4 separate regions of the Mus musculus genome follow, and regions 1, 2 and 4 are each linked to region 3. A link is a contact called in public promoter capture Hi-C data. All regions are on one chromosome and are shown on one strand. Each heading gives the region's core, a stretch centred on a gene start, on an enhancer-like site or on the middle of the called end of the contact. The rest is flanking DNA. Distances are from core to core; before and after follow the strand shown.

What was found. Promoter capture Hi-C pulls out the DNA fragments that hold promoters and counts their contacts.
Region 1: a contact with region 3 is called in a promoter capture Hi-C map of liver, with 3 times the contacts expected there. The contact joins the promoter of Hps5 here to the promoter of Prmt3 in region 3. A contact is called at or near these places in 2 of 39 promoter capture datasets (embryonic stem cells and liver) and 1 of 115 datasets of contacts at active chromatin or transcription factors (embryonic stem cells).
Region 2: a promoter capture Hi-C map of liver shows a contact between it and region 3, with 2.8 times the contacts expected there. The contact joins the promoter of Tmem86a here to the promoter of Prmt3 in region 3. A contact is called at or near these places in 2 of 39 promoter capture datasets (liver and pre-B cells) and 1 of 9 other capture datasets (liver).
Region 4: a contact with region 3 is called in a promoter capture Hi-C map of hippocampal neurons, with 4 times the contacts expected there. The contact joins the promoter of Svip here to the promoter of Prmt3 in region 3. A contact is called at or near these places in 5 of 39 promoter capture datasets (cranial neural crest, hippocampal neurons, liver and 2 more), 1 of 484 Hi-C or Micro-C datasets (muscle stem cells) and 1 of 115 datasets of contacts at active chromatin or transcription factors (astrocytes).

What each region holds. Positions count from the first base shown.
Region 1 is chr7:46,794,537-46,797,236 of GRCm38.p6, reverse strand. It overlaps Hps5 (HPS5, biogenesis of lysosomal organelles complex 2 subunit 2), which reads left to right and starts at 1,356. Exons shown (of 23, transcript NM_001005247.2): 1 at 1,356-1,809. Gtf2h1 (general transcription factor II H, polypeptide 1) reads right to left here and starts at 1,143. Exons shown (of 15, transcript NM_008186.4): 1 at 949-1,143.
Region 2 is chr7:47,049,281-47,051,980 of GRCm38.p6, reverse strand. It overlaps Tmem86a (transmembrane protein 86A), which reads right to left and starts at 1,341. Exons shown (of 3, transcript NM_026436.3): 1 at 1,180-1,341. The coding sequence starts at 1,200.
Region 3 is chr7:49,777,025-49,779,724 of GRCm38.p6, reverse strand. Prmt3 (protein arginine N-methyltransferase 3) reads right to left here and starts at 1,367. Exons shown (of 16, transcript NM_133740.2): 1 at 1,224-1,367; 2 at 1,012-1,144. The coding sequence starts at 1,248.
Region 4 is chr7:52,004,572-52,007,271 of GRCm38.p6, reverse strand. Svip (small VCP/p97-interacting protein) reads left to right here and starts at 1,254. Exons shown (of 4, transcript NM_001160345.1): 1 at 1,254-1,534. The coding sequence starts at 1,481.

The sequences.
Region 1 (2,700 bases), core at 107-2,606, 3.0 Mb after region 3:
TCCTGTTTTTTTTTTTTGCCAGTTCTGGAAATGAAACCCAGGATCTTACAGGTGCCTAGCAAGAACTCTTAGCTTTAAGCTGCATTCCTAACTCAGAAACCTGTTTTACCATATTTTAAACTGGTGTCTTTAAATGGACAACATCAAAAGACAGAAAGCCAAACCAACCAAACAAAAGCCAACAACGAAGAACAAAAACAAGCAAACAAAAATCCCAAATTAAACTGTGTATACGTTGAGGACACAACTTCCGGAGATCGGTTCTCCCTCCACCACGTGGGTCCCAGAGATGGAACTCAGGTTTGGCAGCAAGCACCTTTACCAGTTGAGCCATTTCACTGTAGCCCTGGGCATACGTTTTAACATCTTTTCCCCACCCTTGTTTTGCAGATGGTAAAATAGACATGTGAGGTCAACTTCACATGAATTTAGTTTCTAAGAACACTGGAGAATTTATAAAAATAATCACATACTTCCATGTATTGATGGTTCACTTTACACTACATGACTGTCAAACTGGTCATAGCTAGAACTGGGTGCGTGGCTCAAGTTTTAATAACAGTTTGAAGAGCAGGATGACAGGTGGAAGCAAGAAGGCACGAGGACACCAAGGTTAGAGGACTTCTTTAACAGGAAAAGAAAGCCTCTCCCGGGCAGGCTCCCTAACGGGAAGGGCCTCGGTGTCTCGGAGAAGCCTCACTTCCTTCGTTCTCAGGTGAGTCTGATCCTTCCAGTCCCTCCCAGCGGAAGAACCTAATGCCTTCGGGCAGTAGATTAAGGGTCAGGGCACCTCCTTCCCATTCCGGGAGAAGAAAGGCAAACCACACAGCCAGCCTGTAGTGTCGTGGAGACGACTACAGCGAAGGGCTCGATCCGCCTGGCCCCGCGCCCCCGGGGCCTGTCAGACCCTCCACGCCCGCCCAACCCCATTCTTCGGTCTCAACTTACCAGGTGGGAGCTACGGTCTCTGGTCTGGGGCGCGGGAAGCGCGTCCCGTCGGATCTGCCTCCGCCGCGCTTCTCACAGCCGCTGCACGGAGGAGGCTGAACCCCTGCGGCCGCAGCCGTCGCCACCGCCTCTGTTGCCGGGGGGTCTCGCCTCCATCGCTGGCTGCGAGGGCGCTGAGGGCACGTGACCGGAAACGCCGGGGCGGGCCTCCGGAGCACGTGACCACCACCGCGGCCGCCATGACACCTTCCGCTAGCTCCCGCCCTCCCCCACCGATTCCCGCCTGTTTCGCTTCTCCTCCTCCGGTCTCGAGCGGCGGAGAGTTTCGGGGATTCGGCTTGGCTCGCCTTTCTCCCTAGAGAGCATCCGGTCCGGCTCCGTGGTGCGTCGTCGGCCCGAGGCGGCTCCCAGACTGCAGGCCGCAGGGAGCGGAATCGCGACCCGCGGCTGGAGGGGGAGGGAGCACGCGCGGGGAGGGGCGTGATCGTCACGTGACGAGGAAGTGCCGTTAACAGCGCTTTCCTCCGGTCCCTGGCGCCCCTGGATGACGTTGCCAGGGAGGGGGCGGGGTGACAGGGTGTGTGAGGTTCAGGTTCCGCTGTCAAGGGGTGTTGAGTGTCTGTGGAGCCTGCTCGGTGAAAGCGATCGCTGGTCTCTGGGGGGGGCGGAACTCGGCCCGCTAGTCAGCCTGAGGTTCTGTGAACCTGGCTTGGAAAACCTGCTTCCTGGACTTCTCCAGAGTGACAGCTGCGGTTTAAAGTCATAAAAGTTAGCTGTGATTGACGGGAGCTCCTTGTGGTCAGGGACTTGGTCTGCTGCGCATCCTTCATCTCCAGCAGCGCCTCCAGGGCCTAGAACACGGTAGGCACTTAGAACGTTGAATGAATGAATGCATGCAAGCATGAGCGAGTCGTTAAGTTTTCTGAGGTAGAGTTTCCTGATCATTATTGGATAAGGAAGTTCCTATTGTGGAAATAAAGTCTATTAACTCCCCTTTGCATAATTTCTTCAATCGTTGTTACTTTGCGTCTTTCGAGCCTTTCCTTCCACGCACCTTGTGGGATTAGATACACCATGGTTTGCTTTGGCTTTGTGAGCAGCAATCACTGTCTACCACTCTTGAATTATAAAAATAATCTTGGGAAGTGAGAAAGATGTTTCGATCTCACATAAATTCTACTTTCATTTATTATTGGGGGAGAAGGTGGCATGGCACCGCAGTTTTTTTGTTTGTTTGTTTTGTTTCTGTTTTTTTTGTTTGTTTGTTTTGTTTCTGTTTTTTTGTTTTGTTTTGTTTTGTTTTCTCGAGACAGGGTTTCTCTGTGTAGCCCCGGCTGTCCTGGGACTCACTCTATATACTTGACTGGCCTGGAACTCAGAAATCTGCCTGTCTCTGCCTCCCAAGTGCTGGAATTAAAGGTGTGCTCCACCACTGCCCGGTTGACACCTCAGCTTTTTGTAATTGGTTCTCTCCTATCTTTCTGTGAGTTCTTGGGCCCCTGGGATCACCAAGCATAGCAATAAACCATTTCTTGGGCCCTCCTCTTCCTCCTCCACGTTTGCCTTTATCATTATTATTATTATTATTATTTTTAGCATTGTGACCCTTGGGAAAGCCAACCTTTTAAAAAGATGGTAGATGTTCACTGATTTGCCATCTTCTAAGAAGCTAGCATTTTAAAGTTTTTTCTTCCTAGTAGCACACAGAGGTAATGTTTAAGCTCAGTTTTTTAGAAAACTTATTGGTTGAGA
Region 2 (2,700 bases), core at 92-2,591, 2.7 Mb after region 3:
TTGGCCAGCTGACTGGGTCTCAGCTGGATTAGGGGGAGGGCAGCTAAAGAAAGGTTTTACTCAAGGCCACTGCAGGCAGAGTCTGAGCAGGGGGAGGAGATTCTGCAGATGTTCTGTGGTCTCCCGAAGCTCCTTCCCCTGGCCTGCAAGTTCAGGGTTTCTGAGCATGAATTGGAGCAGTTGAGGTTCCCTATAGACCCATACTCCAACAAAAGTGCTCTGACTGTGTGTGAGCAAGCCACTCCACACAGGACTCTGAAGGGACAAGACACTTAGATCCCCTGGCAACCAGGTACCTGATGCAACTAGGAAAGGGTAGAGAAGAGACATATAGTGGGTCCAGAGTACAAGCCTGCTCTTGTTTTTCCAGAGGTTAGAGATGGGAGCAGAGTTGACACTCCCTTCCCATGGAAACTCCCTTATCAGGGATAGTCAGAGTGAGGGCAAGGCCAAAGGGAGGAAACGGGGGGGGGGGGGGGGGGGAGGGATGCCCAGCTCCACCTGTCAGCCTTCAGAAACATCACCTTTGCATGCCCAGCTCCACCTGTCAGCCTTCAGAAACATCACCTTTGCTCCCCCTCCCCCTACTCCCCAGACCCATATTTCCTAGAAGAAACTGGCAGTAAGTGGTGAAATCATGACAGTCAGAGAAGCCAGCCTTAGAAGTGTGAAGAGACAACTCAAAGGCTGGAGTTGAGAAAGTCTGGAAAGGAGGTCAGGTCAACAGAGAGAGGTCCACCTTCACCTATCGCCTGAACAGCGTTACTAAGACAGAGGCGTCACCTCCTGCACCTACAATATTAAGAGAAACTTGGGGCATTCCCAGGAAGTCGGCACCCCCCTGCACCCTCTCGAATGCTTCCCTGAGGGTCCACCACACAGAACCCTAGGGCCTGCAGCATCCAGTTCCAGGCCAAGACCTGCAGACCCGCTCCAGACACTCATGGATCAACAGTCACGCTTCCGAGTCACGTGCACAATGTTTTCCTCCCTCCCGCGGGCAGACGAGGGGCGCGCGTAGGAGGGACGCTACAAGAGTGAGGAGCTAAAAACCGTGACAGCAGCCGCTTCCCCGGAGGGGACAGCACCTTCCTCCGCCCCCCTCGGCGGCCCGGCTTGCCGCTGCCTCGTCCCAGGCCCGGGGGGCTTGGCCGCGGGCTCGCGCGCTCGCGCACTCACCACAGTGACCGGAGACACCATGGCGGCGGCGGCTGCGGCTGCGGCTGCTGGCACCCGCTCCGGGTTGCACCACCAGGACGCACCCAGAGCCAGGTGAGCAGACGACCGAACAAAGCTGGGGTGAAGCACAATACCTCCCGCGCGCTGGGCGCTCAGAGTACTGTCTGTGAACCCGACGACGTCACCACAGACCCAGCCAATGAACGGGCCGAAGCCTCGTATGGGCGGAGCCCTGCTGGCGGCGCCGGCCGGGCTCCCTCTGTTTCTGCGTTGAAAAGGAGATCCTCCCACCCCCGGGCGTGGGCGTGGCCTTCAGGCCACGCCTCTTAGGGAGGCGTGCCAGGGCATCCCGGAACGTGACGGCGACCCCCAAGGTTGGATAGCCAGCCTGGCTAAGAGACAGGCACACCACTGACCCGGAGCACAGCGAGATGCATCTTCTCTTAACACCGGAACAAAAAGCAAAGGCAGATTCTCGTCAACCTTTAAACATACCATCTAGGCGGATGCAATTCCTTTAAGACATGTCTTTGACAATGTCCCAATGTGTCCCAATGGACACAGAGGATCAACAGACACTCAACGTTCAGCATGGTAAGAGATATGTATCCAGGCACACAATATACTATATAGACTCGTAGTAGCATTAAGCACGCGTGGACACTTGTACACTAAACAAATAAAGCTACAGAAAGGGAGCTGTGGGTTGACCATCATCCTTCACCGTACCATGAAAGACACGATGAAAGCAAGCAGCAGCCTGTATGTGGACCCCATAACAGCAATGAGTAAACAAATTACAGGCACTAGGTTGCCTTGAACATACACCCCTCACAGCTGCAGCAACGGTGACCAAAAGACCCAAAGGCGTGTAAACTGGCTGCCAGAAAAACAATAAAATGGTTATAATACTAGTGGTTTGAAGCATGTTTAGAAGTATGTGTTCAGAATTTGGTGGATTGGCAAGGAGTCAAATGGACTGCAATGCGGCTGTGTTTGCCACTTCCATAGCCTTTGCCTCTGTAGCCTAGATTTCCTCAACTGTAAAATGCATGGGTGACCTCTAAGGCTCTGCTCAATCCAGACACGTTGTGTAGGATGAAGAAGGGGAAAGGTACCTGGTTTCGGGAAGTACAAGTCTATCTAGCAGGCTACATGGGGATGCAGGTTTCCAAATACATCCAAAAGGGTAGGAATGTGGTCTGTAATATACACAAAGCTTTCAGCGGTTGGAAAGGCAAAGAACGCTGGCCACTCCTGAGATGGGGATACAGGGCTGTATACTAGACCCCAACCTCGTGCTGGCCAGGGAGAGACACATACTGAACTCTCCAGTGAGCTCTTCCTGAGGTCATTCTCTTCATTTCCCCCTCCAGGCCTTCCCCAGCCATCCTGGTCCCTAAACTACCGACCTGACATCCCCTCAGAGAGGGACAGCCCTTTTCCTAGTGACAGTATTGACAACCGAAAATTCCAAATGTCATCCAAAAAAGGTGAGAGTCAAGGTTTGAGGGAGGGGAG
Region 3 (2,700 bases), core at 118-2,617:
AGCACCTGCACTACAGCGTGAAGAATAACACTTCTTTTGTATGTAACCTCCAACACTGAAGGACACGAACGAATATACAGCAGAGACTCCGCACTTCACTTCTGTATGCCTAGCACACAGGCAACTCTCAATGTCTGCCAAGACAGGTCATCTGGATCATCCTCGCAGCCTATCACAGGGCACTGCACCACAGATGCTCAATAAATACAATAAATACGAGTGTGCAGTCATTCTCCTCTCCAATGAGGCGCCACCTAGGACCACTAATATGCCACCAGTCAGCACCAGGAACCGACACAGGGGGCGGGACCCAGCAGCGCTAGTCAACATCAATCACCCCTTTTTCAGCCAAGTCACTTCCATCTAAGATGCAGGATTTTAAGTGAAAAGAAGGTGTGTCCTAGGAATATAAACAGCAGCTTCGTGACCTTGAACAAGTTGGTGGCTCTGCAGCCTCATTTTCCCCTAAGTACAAAGAGCATCAGTTCCTCCCTCAATCATGGAAGTGAGCTAGTTCTGTCTAAATGGCTCAGTTGAATGTTACATGAGAAGAGAACGTCCTATTATAGGATGGTAGAAATGGAAGCGCGCTTCCAGTCTATGCGCTTTCAAAGTCTGGTATCCAAGGAACAGAATGAAAAACACCCAGCCTTCATGGAATCCCTAATTTAGGACTAAGGTGTGAAGTTCAGATTTTTTCTGGGTGTGTTTTCGAGAGGGTCTAGCTTGGTGACTCAAGGCTGGCCTGGGATTCCTGACCATTCTCCTGCCTCAGCCTCCAGAGTGATGGTATGCCAGGCCTGACTTAGTATGGGGGGTGGGGGGGGGGAATTAGAGTGAGGGGTGGGGTTGACTGGGCTGCAGAGGCAAACCCAGAGCGCGGTCCCCGGCTCCGCCCCCCCCGGACCACGTGAGCAGCCCCTTGTCAATCAACCGTCCCGCGCGGGCCGGAGCCTCGGGCCCGCCACGTGCTCGCTGGCGCTGCGGCGCGCCTTCCACACCGGCACGAACCTGTCACAGAACAGGCAGGGTGTGTGCTGCCGGCCGTGCGCGGGCTCAGTGTCCGCGTCCTCGTCCTCCCAGCCCGCGTCGTCTCCGCTGTCCGACAGTTCCAGGGGCTCCGGCCCCAGCTCGGCGCCACGGCCTGCAGAGCACACACGGTCAGCACCGAGACCCGCGCCCGCCCACCCGCGCCCCGCCGCCCTACGCGAGGGGGCACCCACCGTTCCCCGCCGCTAGCGAACACATGGCCGCCGACCAAGCGCGCGGCCGCACAGCGCGGCACCGGAGCCGGGAACGAGCGGCGCGGGTGCGCGGGAGCCCCCAAAGCGATCCACACGCGGAGCGTGAACCGTCCGGAGAGCGCTTCCGGGTCACGTGGGCGTAGGGGGCGGGGCACCGCTCTCCGGCTTGGACGCTTGCGCAACCGAGGCGCCGGCGCTTACAAGGTTGAGCACCGACTTATCGCAGCGCCCTCTGGCGGCAGAGATGGCCAATGCAGGCCAGGCTCGGAGGCTCTGGGGAAGACAAGAAAGCCCCTTAAATTAACCTGTATGCTGATGTATGTGGGTGTGCACTCAAGCCCCACACCCCTACTAGGGGTTAAAGTGATAAAGTGAGAACCATGGGCTTTACAAACACCCTAAGTTTGAACTCTATTTCTGAATGCTTGAATTCTAAGCATGAGCAGGTAACCTGCCTTCTCTTGGCCTCAGTTTCCTGACTGGTAAAGCACTCTCATGACTGCAGTAACCTGATGGTTATGGTAAGACTTACACGTGTGTGAAAAGTTTAGGCATTAACTTGAGCCTATACAATGGAAACAGGTGGACTGTGTGATATGTGCCAACAAATGCTCTCTGCCCTGCCTGTGGGGTTAGGGAGGATACCAGGGTTCCCGAGTCTCAGGCTGCCTCCTTTCTAATATTCCTAGTATCTAACAGTGGAGTTCCCTTAGGCAGGTGGGAAGCAGTAATTCTGGGTAGGTAAAGCCTCCAGGCTGCAGATGAGGCTGGACTCTGCATGGGGCATGTTTGAGGACATGGCCAGCTAGGCCTGCATAGTATAGTGTCAGACAGCTCAGTTCAACTTCCCACCATGCACACCCTCGAGCCAGTGTACTGCTGATCACTGAAGCTCTTTGGTGGGCAGTTCCTCTTCCCCTCTGTTGTGTTTTATAAAAAGATAAAGGGAGAAGGGATATGTTTTGGTGGAGGTGTAGTCAGGTGGGGGGGGGGGGGGAGTGGTGCCTCTGCGGGCCCATGCTGAGGCACCTCTTCCCCCTGAGGGCATGGTATAGTAATAGTATAGAATAGAGTTTATTCAGGGCATGGGGAGGGGAGTTAAGAAGGTAATAGAGACAGAAAAAGGCAGAGAGAGAGAGAGAGAGAGAGAGTAGCGGATTAGAGGAGTAGAGGCCAGCCATGAGCACGTGGAGAGAGAGGGGGGAGGGAATGGGGAGAGAGGGGGGCAGGAGCCAGAAGGCAAGAGGACTCAGAGGGGACAAGCAGCCCCTTTTGTAGTGACTCAGGCATACCTAGCCAGGTAACAGGGGGGGGGGTGCTAACACCCTCCCCCAACAGGATTTTGCTCACATCATAATTTTTTAAAATATTTTTGAGAATATCACACAGTGTCTCTTGATCATATGCCTCCCACTCCTCCTCTTAATTCCTCTCAGATCCATCCACTCCCATGGCC
Region 4 (2,700 bases), core at 5-2,504, 2.2 Mb before region 3:
TTATAAAAGTGCTAAGAGGCCAGGAGAAGAACATCTTAAAAGGCAGAGGAATATTTAAAATTGAAAGATTTCTAATGTAAAAACTTTAAGAATAGGGAGGCAATCAGAAAGAAATCGGAGTTTGGTCAAGCTAAAGGAAAAAAGAAATCAGTAATCTTACACCTAAGATGACTTTCTGTTAATTGTGTTTTGTAATTATCAAAACATGACACTAACAAATGTGAAATTTCTTGAAAATGAAAAAAACTCAAAATTCCGAGTGGATAATTGGGGGTAAATTTTCACACGTTTATAAGAAATAGAAATATAGAAATATGAAATACATATGTACTATTTTGAAGCACAGCAACTTCAAATAATAGTTTCTGTGTGCTTATCAAAAGGAAATGGAAGGATTTGTCCACTTGAATGTAGTATGAGTGAGTGGCCATCCACGAAGTGACAAGAGATATAGAACCGGAGAGAAAGAAGGAAGAGGAAGGAAAGAGAAAACAATAGTCTTACTGTCATTAAAATCTGAGCCGCACTTCACTCAAGTTTTTCTGGGTGCACTTTTTCGTTGTCCCTAAGCGGAAAACGTGGATAGCAAGGAGCTACCTCTGAGACGGGATTATGTGGCAGTTTTCCCATCCTGCCATCTCAGAGACACAGTACTGACCTCACTAAAATACCAACAAGGTAGCAGACAGCACCCTTGAAATGCTGGTTTCTGAGTGTCAAGGGCCAGAATTCCTTCTTTCCCTAGCGCGGATTCAACAGGTGCCTACCCATGCCCAGTACGCTTGCGCAGAGCTCCTAGAATGGCCAGGGCTCCGCACAGCCGCAGAAAGTGCTTAATCAGCGGGGCAATGAGAGTGGAATTTTGAGTCTTGATGGGAGTGGGAGGGTGGGGTTGTGTGTGAAAACGGGGTGGGAGTGGGGCGTTTCATTTGGAGGAGCTGGCTGACAGCTAAAGGGTGGATCAGGTGTAGCACTACTGAAGGGGCGGGGCTTGCCGCAGATGGGTGGGGCGTTGCCATAGGGAGGCTTCAAGGTTCAAGAGAGAAACCCCTTGGTTGGGTTGCTGTTAAACCCTATTGGGTGGGATTTGTGGAGGAGGCGGGACTTGATGTTGGACCGGATGAAAGAGGATTGCCGCCGGGTCGGGCGAAGCAGGTTCGCCCTGGGGGCGGGGCTTGCCGCAGGCCTGGAGGGACAAGGCTTGTTGCTAGGGCGGGTAGGGTGGGGTCTGCCAAGGGCAGGACAGGGGTGGGGCTTGAAATTGGGCGGAGCTTGTGGTGGTGTTCGCGGGGGAGGGGGGGCGAGGAGGAGGGGGAGGGGCGCTTGCGCCTCAGATGGGGTGGGTCTTACTGCGGGGCAGGTCCTGGCGCGGGGCGGAGCTTTGCAGCAGGTCAGGTGGGGGCGGGGTTTGCTCCTGGGCGGGGCCTGCTGCAGCCCCCAGCGAGGATTCGGGTTCCCGGCCCTGGGTGCCTGCGTCCCCATGGGGCTGTGCTTCCCTTGTCCCGCGGAGTCCGCACCACCATCCCCGAGCCCGGTGAGTAGACGGCCTCCCCGTGCAAGTCTTGCACGCGGCGGCCGTTGCAGTGCAGTCGGAGGGAAGGTGCACCTGCTGGGCCTCCTGACCCTCCCCTAAGGACCCTCCTCGGATGGCATAGGTTGGAGCTGCTGTTTTCAGTGGCTGCTCCAGACATGTGTCTCTTCTCTTGTCTGTACCAGCTGTACCTAGAAGGTCCGGGACGCGCCGCTCCTCTCGCCATTTAGAGGATAATTAACCCGCGCCTTCCCTTTGCTCAGTTTTAACAGCCGGTTTGAAGCCCAGGTTTAAATCCCACATAAACAAGCAATACGTTTACGTGTAGATTCCTAGTAGTGCTGTGTTTGGGATAATTTTATGTGAAGACAGGCATTTTATTTTTTTTGATATTCGAATCCAAGCAGGCCTTATGCAGTAAGAGTATACTTACTTTAATATCCTTTACCCGTACTTGATAATATGACAATCTAACTTGGTCTCAACATCGGTTCTCAGGGTAGCCAAAGATTAGTTGAAGAAATGAGAGATTTAGGGAAGTATATTAATAATATCTTAGCCACTAGGTTATAGACACTAAAGTGACTGTTTAGTAGATGTGAGGAAGTTCAACTTGCCTTTATGACTGCTATTGTTTTAAAATGCTATTAATTTTGTTTAGCTCATGAGAAAAAATATTATTCTGCTAGCATTTGTTAAGGCATCTCTCCTCCCATTCTCTGCCCTTAGCCATAGGGCCCACCGGTGTATTTCACTTAACACCTACAATTTCTCTGACCACCTAAATAAACATGCTCTAGAAACCTCCCTCCTATTCCTTATCTACCATGGTTATTATATCTCTTCCTGGGTAATTACTCCCATCAGATGCATGTTTGTGTATTTGCTTACATTTGTTTCCACACACTAATCAAAACTCAAGCTTTGTATGCATGGATGTCTGCATTTCGTTGCTGTGTTCTTAGAAAAATTGGCAGCAATCATTGTGATGGACGAATGTGTGCACTTGGCGGAGAAGGAATGGCTAAAACTACATCCCAAGAGAATGCTATTCATTGTCTCAGTGTATTTAAAGACTTTACACATGAGAAGTAAAGGGCATAGAAAAATACCATGTGTCCCAGAGATGGGACAAGAGCCTCTGACTTTCTCTTCCCCATGGTTCATAG